Regions from separate parts of the Mus musculus genome. Here region 1 is linked to region 2. The links are chromatin contacts, called in public HiChIP or PLAC-seq maps. All regions are on one chromosome and are shown on one strand. Each heading gives the region's core, a stretch centred on a gene start, on an enhancer-like site or on the middle of the called end of the contact. The rest is flanking DNA. Distances are from core to core; before and after follow the strand shown. Region 1 has its middle 47 kb from the start of Selenof. Region 2 has its middle 18 kb from the start of Gm34434.

What was found. HiChIP or PLAC-seq counts read pairs in DNA pulled down with a chosen protein or histone mark.
Region 1: a CTCF HiChIP or PLAC-seq map of CD8 T cells shows a contact between it and region 2, with 6 read pairs. The contact joins two enhancer-like sites. A contact is called at or near these places in 1 of 15 datasets of contacts at CTCF or cohesin (CD8 T cells), 2 of 484 Hi-C or Micro-C datasets (CD4 T cells and the N1E-115 cell line) and 3 of 115 datasets of contacts at active chromatin or transcription factors (bone marrow-derived macrophages, embryonic stem cells and extraembryonic endoderm stem cells).

Annotation. Positions count from the first base shown.
Region 1 is chr3:144,615,414-144,619,438 of GRCm38.p6, forward strand. No RefSeq gene overlaps it. Among named protein-coding and RNA genes, the nearest start is that of Selenof, 47 kb to the left of the region's middle. Within about 2 kb of position 1,713, at least 67 of the 459 cell types and tissues checked have an H3K27ac peak or open chromatin away from gene starts, as enhancers often do. A contact at or near this core is called in CD8 T cells, where this site is marked.
Region 2 is chr3:144,397,579-144,402,177 of GRCm38.p6, forward strand. No RefSeq gene overlaps it. Among named protein-coding and RNA genes, the nearest start is that of Gm34434, 18 kb to the left of the region's middle. Within about 2 kb of position 1,978, at least 51 of the 459 cell types and tissues checked have an H3K27ac peak or open chromatin away from gene starts, as enhancers often do. A contact at or near this core is called in CD8 T cells, where this site is marked.

The DNA of each region.
Region 1 (4,025 bases), core at 463-2,962, 220 kb after region 2:
CAGAGGCCAGAAAGGGTGCAGTATTCCTTGGATATGGGATTATCAACTTCCTGATGTGGGTTCTGGGAACTGAACCCAGGCCCTATGGAAAAGCATTCCGCCCTGAGCCATCTCTCCGGGCCCCATCAAGTGCTCCTGTAAATAGTTTTAGTGGCACGAAGCCACGTAACTTCTTTACACAGTGTCTAAGGCCGCTCTCAAGCCATAATGCGTTGGGTCCTCGCAGGAATGATCTGATATATTTATGATCCTGCCTTTTCCAGTAAAAGCTTGCCAGCCCCTGGCTCCAGGGCTCGGATGATGTCATCAGGATTCTCAAGCCATCCATTGACTACATACAGTCTTTCTCCCGGGTGACCTTGCTCTCAGCTTCTTTCAGTTCTGATATTCCTTCCTGCAAATAGCCTCAGTTGAAAGATCATTTCTTTTCTGGTAACTCTTTGAAAAGCCCTTGAAGTGACTCTCATTGGCTATTTGGATGAGATACTCATCCTTCGATTGATGATCAACAGGGAGGAGGAATTATCCCACACGGCTTGCTCTGAGTTATCTGTCTAGCCCTGGTGGGGTTGGGGCCAGCCACATCCAGGACACATGGAGAGAGAATGATGGAGTGACCCTCCCAAAGGCAAAACAACAACAACAGCAACTAGCATCTCCGGGATGAAACCTCTCCTCCACCTCAAGGCTGGACACAGTCTAATCTTGGACAGTTCTCAGGATGTGTTAATGAGACTTGTGTGTGTGTGTGTGATCTCAGACCCCAAGGCAGTCCTAGTAATGACAATGACCTGTTATTGATGAGTTTTGATGCCAGACTACAGTAAGCATTTAATTAGAATTATCTTATTTATTCTCCAGACAACTATAAACTAGGTGTTTTTAACTTCTACTTTACAAATGAGAGGTTTAATAAAGGCCTGCTCGGAGGAAGCGGGGTGCTAAACAGCAAGCAATGGTGCAGCTTTATTGCGATTATTGTTATTAGAACGGCAGCAGAAGTCGTTTGTATCTGACCAACCTGAAATCAAGTCCTGGCTCTGTTCTCAACCCTAGGATTCACAGCTAGACAGTAAGTTACAAAAAGAGAAGGATCATGTTTGTCCTCAACCCTGGTCTTGTCAGTATGTCCCCAGTAGGCACACAGTAAAACACCCTCACAAACTTATATTAATGAGTTACAATCTCTAAGCCTGAAATTTTAAATGTGAAATATGCAAAATACATACACACACATAACTCTGGAAGAGATTTCATGATAGAGCACACACCGAACACTTGGGTTGGTGCCGGGTGTTATTTGCTGGCCCTCAATAAGTGTCCAATAAGTAGCAACAATTGCAGCGATTTTTCGAATACTTAACCACACCCTGTAATGCACAGATTGGCTCATCTGATTCTCAAGCCCCTGCCTCCACACTACAAGTGAACTGAGTCTGTATTCTTCCTTTGTCCTGAGTACTGAGGGTGTGTCCCGCCCTCTCACCAGTGAATCCAACTCTTTCTATTAACTCCCAGGACTCTGAGGCATTTCATTCAAGTTCTGCGAAATGATGGCTTCTCCTTTTCTCTCCTGCATTATTGGAAGAAATAAAAGCATCTTTCTTCAAAAACACAATGAAGACTTTTCTCTCAGCCCTCCTTCTCTTTCCCCCATTATTTCCAGAGAGCAAGGTTGGGTTGTAGGAGGCTCTGTTGCCTGGCAGGAGGCTGTAATTCACAGAGAGCCAACAGCTGGAGCCAGCCAGGCCCTGGCCTCACCAGCCCTCCCTCCCTGCTCCAGTAGGCTCTTCTTTCCCAGAATTGCCTGCTGCCATCTGCTGGCCATATGATGTCACTGCACTGATATCTCCTAAGTGTCTGAAGGAGCCTTCTTTCGGCTTCCCAGTATCTTCAGGATCCTCTGGTAGACAGTGCTTTCAGGGGGCATCTGGTAGACAGACAGTGCTAGCAGGGAGGGCAACAGAGAGTTTCGAGGTAAGGTGCTTGGGCCAACATGGCTGGGAAGAAGAAACTCACAGCTCAAACGAGGGAAGCTCAAACCATGAATCCTCCTTCCCTCTGACAAACACGCTTTCTTGCTCAGAGCCACCTGTTTGTTATCCCCAACCCATCTCCCACCCAACAGCACCCTGTTATTCTCTCAGCCACACCAGTAGCTCAAATAAGCTGTATTGCCACAGCAATCATACTACTTAATTTTTTTTCAAATAGTTTCCTGTGGAAAAGTTACAAGAATAGTTACAAAGAATTGCCCTACATCCTTCTTCCAGCCAAGTCCACTTAAGATTTTCCGGTGGAATCGGCAGCTTTTTATAAGCAGAGGATTCAAGCCAGGATCACACATTTTTTCTGCTTCCCATGAGTCTCAACGTCTTCCTCATTTGGAACATTCCTGACTTCTGCTTCTATTTTAGACTTCGGGATAGATGCTGACATTGTAAGCAGTTCCAGCCAGAGCTGTAGAGTGCCTTCAGTCCGTCTGATGCTGGCTAGTCAGCTTATGCATTATCAGCTAACACGTTAACACGTTAACCAGTCATTTCACGGCACTGACTCTGGTGACCCACGCTGTTTCCTGTGGTATGGCTTTGGATCACTTTGATGTGATTGTCTGTGTGTATGTCTGTGAATGGCACCCTAGGAGGTCAGAGGAAGTTGTCAGTCCCCTGGAACTGGAGCTACACATGGTTGTGAGCCACTGTGTGGGTGCCTGGAATTGAACTTGGGTCATCTGGAAGAACAGCCGGTGCTCTTGACCACTGAGTCATCTCCTGGCCCCATCAGCTTGGTTTTTATAATACAGTGCAGGACTACCACGTGCCAGGGGAATGGTGTCTCAAACAGTGGGCTCTCCAACTTCAACTAACAATTAAGATCATACCCTACAGACATGCCCCTAGGTCAGTCCAATACAGAGCAATCCTCCAGGTCCTTGGGTGAGAGTTCCTCTCAGCTGACTCTAGGGTGTGTCAGAGCTAACTACTTAAAGCTAACGGATAAAACTAACTAGGATGTTAGTCTTGCCATAGCTCGTGGCCCTGCTGGACCACTGCCTCTTCTGCTTGGCCTCGCCTGATACCTTTTTCAGACAGTTAGGGGAGGGGGTAAAAGGGAGAAAATGAAAAAAATACTGTGTTTTAAGAATAGAAAAAGGATGCCGGGTGTGGTGACACACGCCTTTAATCCCAGCACTTGAGAGGCAGAGGCAGGCAGATTTCTGAGTTTGAGGCCAGCCTGGTCTACAGAGTGAGTTCCAGGACAGCCAGGGCTACACAGAGAAACCCTGTCCCGAAAAACCAAGAAAAAAAAAAGAGAATAGAAAAATGTGCCCATTCTTGCCACTATTGTCGATCATGTGACATACAATTAATACCATGGATTACTGGAGGTACGATCTCCACAGACATGTCCACCTCGAGAAGACAATGACCGTGGCTCATCGTGGATTGTAGCTCCAGGGCCTAATGCAATGGCTGCTGCACTACTTCCTGTCTTCCCAACCACAGCATCAGGTCCGCAGAGCCTGGCTTTTGTGTGGGTTCTCAGAGCTGAACTGAGACCCTCACTGTGGGAAGCCGCCCCCACATTCGCCGTCACAAGATGGCGCTGACAGCTGTGTTCTAAGTGGTAAACAAATAATCTGCGCATGTGCCAAGGGTATTTCTCCACCCCATGTACTCTGCCTTCCCCGTGGCAACAACTCGGCCATGGGCTGCAGCCAATCAGGGAGTGATACGTCCTAGGCGAAGGATAACTCTCCTAAATAGGGACGGGGTTTCGCTTTCGTTTTTGGGTTTGAGTTTTGCACTCTTGCTCCTGAAGATGTAAGCAATAAAGTTTTGCCGCAGAAGATTCTGGTTTGTTGTGTCTTTCCTGGCCGGTCGTGAGAACGCGTGTAAGAGTTGGTGCCGAAACCCGGGACGAGAAAATCCGGGAAGAAAAAACCCGGAACAAAAAAACTCGGGACGGGAATTAACCATCACTGGCGCAAGGAAGATCCCTCATTCCGGAACCAGAACTGC
Region 2 (4,599 bases), core at 728-3,227:
GTCCAGGTAATTAAGTTGCTAAGCACACATACACACACACACACACAACATGCGCATACTTATAAATATGTATTTTATCTGAAGCACTATGTATAAACACTTATGTCGAAGGAGTCTATAGCTTCTAATTGGGCCACCGTCTCAAAATAATCAAGCTGGTCTTAATAACACTGCTTGAGGCTGGCTAGCAAGCAAAGAGGCTTCCTCAAGGAAGGTATTACTAATCCGTGGTTTTCACACTTACAGCCTCATTCATAGCATTAGTAAACGGCCCAGGGACCAGAGGATAGGGCACCCAAATGAGCTGTGAGAACCATCTCTGTCCACCTGAGACAGGCAGCTCTCGGAGCTACAGAGTGCTCACAGTTCCAAGTTGAAGAAGGGTTTGCCCGTCTCGGAAAGGATCCCGGTGGAAATTCAATTGAGTCCACTGGCTTCATCCGTGGACCAGCGAGGCTCCCTGTAGCATTTGAAGGTTCGCCCGTTTTGGCAGCTCTGAAGATCAAACCCAGCACCTGCTAGGCTGACAGTGTAGCACTGAGCTCCATTCCAGTCCTGCTATTTCAAGTCTTGAATCAAAAGCAGGCATTCCCTAATAGCACACGGATAATCCTGCAGAAGAAACCGGAAATGTAGATAGACTCTTCTGTTTCAGCAATAGAGGCTTTTATAGGTAAAGGGATATGTGGGTTTGAGCCGAAGGGTGTTTGACCAGGTCTCCCACCGTTGCACTGATTTCCACACAAGGCAATGGTAAGAATGTGCCGCCACAGGCAGAGTCACCCTAGTGGTATCACAGTGCAATTGCATCTGGTGTCTCATTTCAGAAGGCAAGGATCTGGAGAAAATTCCATTGTGGGAATAAGGAAGCCAGTATGCTCACATGTTTTATCTCCTATGCATGGCCACATCCTCTCTGATAGCCTCTCTTCCACCCTGGGGGCGAATTAAAAACATGGTATATAAAACGTGCCTTTCAATTTTTCTGCAGTTTGGTAAAAGTCTGGGCCAAGGTCTTAGACTTGGTAGCAACTGGTACTGTTTACTGAGTCCTTTTGATTTGCCACTAGGGTTATTTTAGTATAGATCAAACTTCCTGTGGGTTAGGTAGTGGCAGGGGACAGATGCTGGAGACATTAAGCATGTGATTGGCCAGAAGGGTGAAGCAGAGGCCAGAAGATGGCTACATGGCATCCCTGGTCTTGTAACCCTTCCTTCCTTTTCTCTTTCTCTTCTGCCAACTCAACCCTTCGTTTTCTGCCTATCACGCCTTTGATCTCGCAGTCAAAGTGCGTGTTGGAATTCTGTCGCTGGGTTTGTGGTCCCAGCCAACAGCATCACCCAGCCCTGCTCTAGCACCGATGTCATAAATCCAGAAGAATTTCTAGGGAAGGAAAAAAAAAACCTGTTCTGAAGTCGAGTTGCTACCATTTCGACATCCTGACAAGTGTGCCCTTGTGTGCTTTCAGCTTAAAGGAGGCAGGAATGTACCAACCGCCCCAGAATTCATGTCATGTTCTCAAGAGTACAAAAGACAAGGCAGCATGGGGTGGGCTGGGAGACATCTCCACTCCAGTGTGTCCTCCATCAGCTCTCCGCAGGGAGGTATTCTGAAGGAACACAATGGTGACCTATAGGCTCAATATGATTAGAGTTTCAATAGTGGAAGATAGAGGACCGTCAGTGAAGAGTAGGAGCTCTGTAGTAGAGTGCAGGGATCGATCGAGTCTGTGGGCCCAGGAGTCTAAATAGCTGCCTGAATGGGGCAAAGGATATGGTGATGCAGACAGGAAGGCCAGAGGACAGCAGGTGACCCGGAGAAACCACCTTGTGATTTGAAATGTAACAGGGAATCCCGGTTCCCAGGAAAGAGAACCGAAGTGAACAGAAAGTTGAGAAAGCCCGACTCCAAGTGGTGTACTGGGCATCAGGGAGGGGTGGGACACACAGTGCCTGAAGCTAGTGACAACCGGGCTGCTGTTACCCCCCAACTACAGCATAGTCCCAGGCAGGCAGTGCGCAGGAGCCGTGGGGGTTTTGACGGCCTCTTGCTCAACACGCAAACCTTTAGCTGATGCCAATCAAAGCAAATGAGTAATTAATAATCGGGCAGGGAGCGACTCCGGGGAGAGGAGGGTAACAGAGGACAAAAGAGCTTAGCCCATTGGTGTTTCGAATGCTGGGTCGTAGCCACAGGGCGAATTCCCCCTCGCCCAGCAGTGCAGCACATGAAGGTCCTAAGACAGGATGGAGGGAGGAATCTGGTAGAGGCAGCTGGTGGAAAGCCAAAGGATTTCCCAGGGCCACGCGCGTCCTAGCCAGTGGACAACGTGTCTCAAATGTTCCTGTGGCGCCACCTAGTGTCCAAGGCTCAGAGGATGCCCAGGCAAAGGCTTCAAACTCAGGCCAGATCTAGGACCTCAGAGTCAGAACTTCAATCTTTAATGTTATGAGGCAGGTTGGGGTAGGAATGGGGTGTCTCCTGGCTGTGGACAGACCAATGACACTCTCCAGCTGGGCAAACGCCCGTGTAAAATCTCTTCTGCTGCCACTAAATCTAAGTAGCACATTTGCCAGAAGGTACAGGAAAAATGACACTCCCTTTCTGAGACCATGAGGTGATGTCTGGTTTTTCCTCAATACAATGGCAAGCCGGTTATTAATTCATCCAGACAAAAAAATATAGATGCTGTCATCGTATAAACATGAGTCCCTGAGCAGAATGGGGCCTCAGGCCATCAGGGGGTGCAGCATATGAAGTGTGCTGAACTCTGGGACAAAGGACAAGATCACTTTGTTGAATGGAAAATGGGAGATGAGAGAAGACCCTGAAGTGGAAAGAATGAAACCTGGGAGCCAGGATGTGCTTTTAGAGTTCTGGCGTTGGCCCTGCTCGGTTATCTGTGTGACCTTGACCAAGGGAAACGGTGTTCCTCTCTCCCAACAATGCTGCGAGGCTCAGATTGTGGGTTTCCCTGAACAGACGAGGAAATAGCGGCTCCAGGAGTTTATCCAAGGTCAGGCCCAGGTCGGTGGCCACACCAAACTTCCAACCCACATCTGCCCAAAGTTCACAAACATGTTCCTCTGACAAGTCCCAGGCCCTCTGGGCTGTGATTCTCTGTCTATACCAGGAAGGGGTCCACTCCAGAAATAGCAAACTGTGATTATAGGGTTTCATCGGTCCCTTAAAACTCTGTTTTAGTGCACACAAGCCCCACAGTGATAACAAAAGGGCCTTTTAAAAGGATTTATCCATCTATAAAAGCTACTGGGTTTTATTTCCCAATATGGGCAAAGAACACCAAAACAAATGTGTTAGGACATCAAATCCCCTTTAAAATTTAGGGCAGGGAAAAAAGAGACTCGGAGTATATTAGGGGGTAGCGATAGTGTGGTGTCCTCAGCAGTGGGACTGGGTCCTCAGCAGGGTCCAGCTGCAGGCATTGCTTATCGGGAGCCAGTGGCCTCCCAGGCTAATTGCATTCTGACGATTGTTTAGCCTTGATAAACACAGCAGTTTATCTGGCTACCGGTTCGGATCTGGACAGAAGCAGATGGAGCACACTTGCAATAACCTCAGAGATAAAACTTTCCTATCTCAGGCAGTTGATCTCTTCCTTCAAGGGTCATATTGTCCAGCAACGGCCACCTCTGAAAGAAGGAAGTGGGGGCAAGCCAAGTGTGCACAGTGGCAAGCCAAGTGGGCCTTGCTTGTCTATAACTACCCTCCCTGCTAACCCTACAGTTAACCTGCCCAAGACATCAGACGAGTCAGTAAATAAATGGAGGAAATGCGAAACGGGACCCCGAAGCCAAGATCCTCTAACACAGCCCGCTTTAAAATGAATCCTTCCTCAACTTGCTTTGGTAAAGGAAGGGAAAGTGAAAGCTTACCAACTAAGACAGGAAATGAACTATAGCTCAGAAGCTCCCAGGCACTGCTAGGCCTCAAACTCACCATGTGACCAAACTCAGCACCATAGTGGACTGAGCTAAATAATGTCTAAGACCTTCTGGACCTATTGCCTAGCCCTCAATTAGATGAGCCCTTCCATGTCTCACATGTAAGGTAGCAACCAAAAGTTACAGTCTACCTACTCAAACCCTGGCTTGACACCATCCCACTATTTTGAAACCCTCCAGGAGAACCTGGGAGGCCCAGTAGCTCGGCTACGGAAAGAACCGTCAAAGCACAAGAGAGAACAGATTCTCTGATCAGACTCTTCTACCTCAAGAAGTTCCAACTAGGAATCGCTGCCCTAATTTTCACTTTGGGGATGAGGAGAAGGAAAGGGGGGAGTTTCCTGGACAGAGTCCTCCAGGGTTGAGGTCATCCCTTTATTGGGGGCGGGTAGGAGCTCATTGCTCCTCTAAGCTTCAAGCTGGTTCTGGGCTGACAGTAGTTATTAATTAGGTCTGGCAAACTGAGTGGGTGCCGGTGCTGACAGATTTACACAGTGTGTGTAATCAGTTACGAAACTAGATACCAGCCAAGGCTAGCCCCCCAACCAACCCCACCCTTTAGGGGGGCTCTACTGCCTCCAATTTCCCACTCTACCCAGCCTCTGGCAACAATGTTGCCTGGTTCTGAGCCCC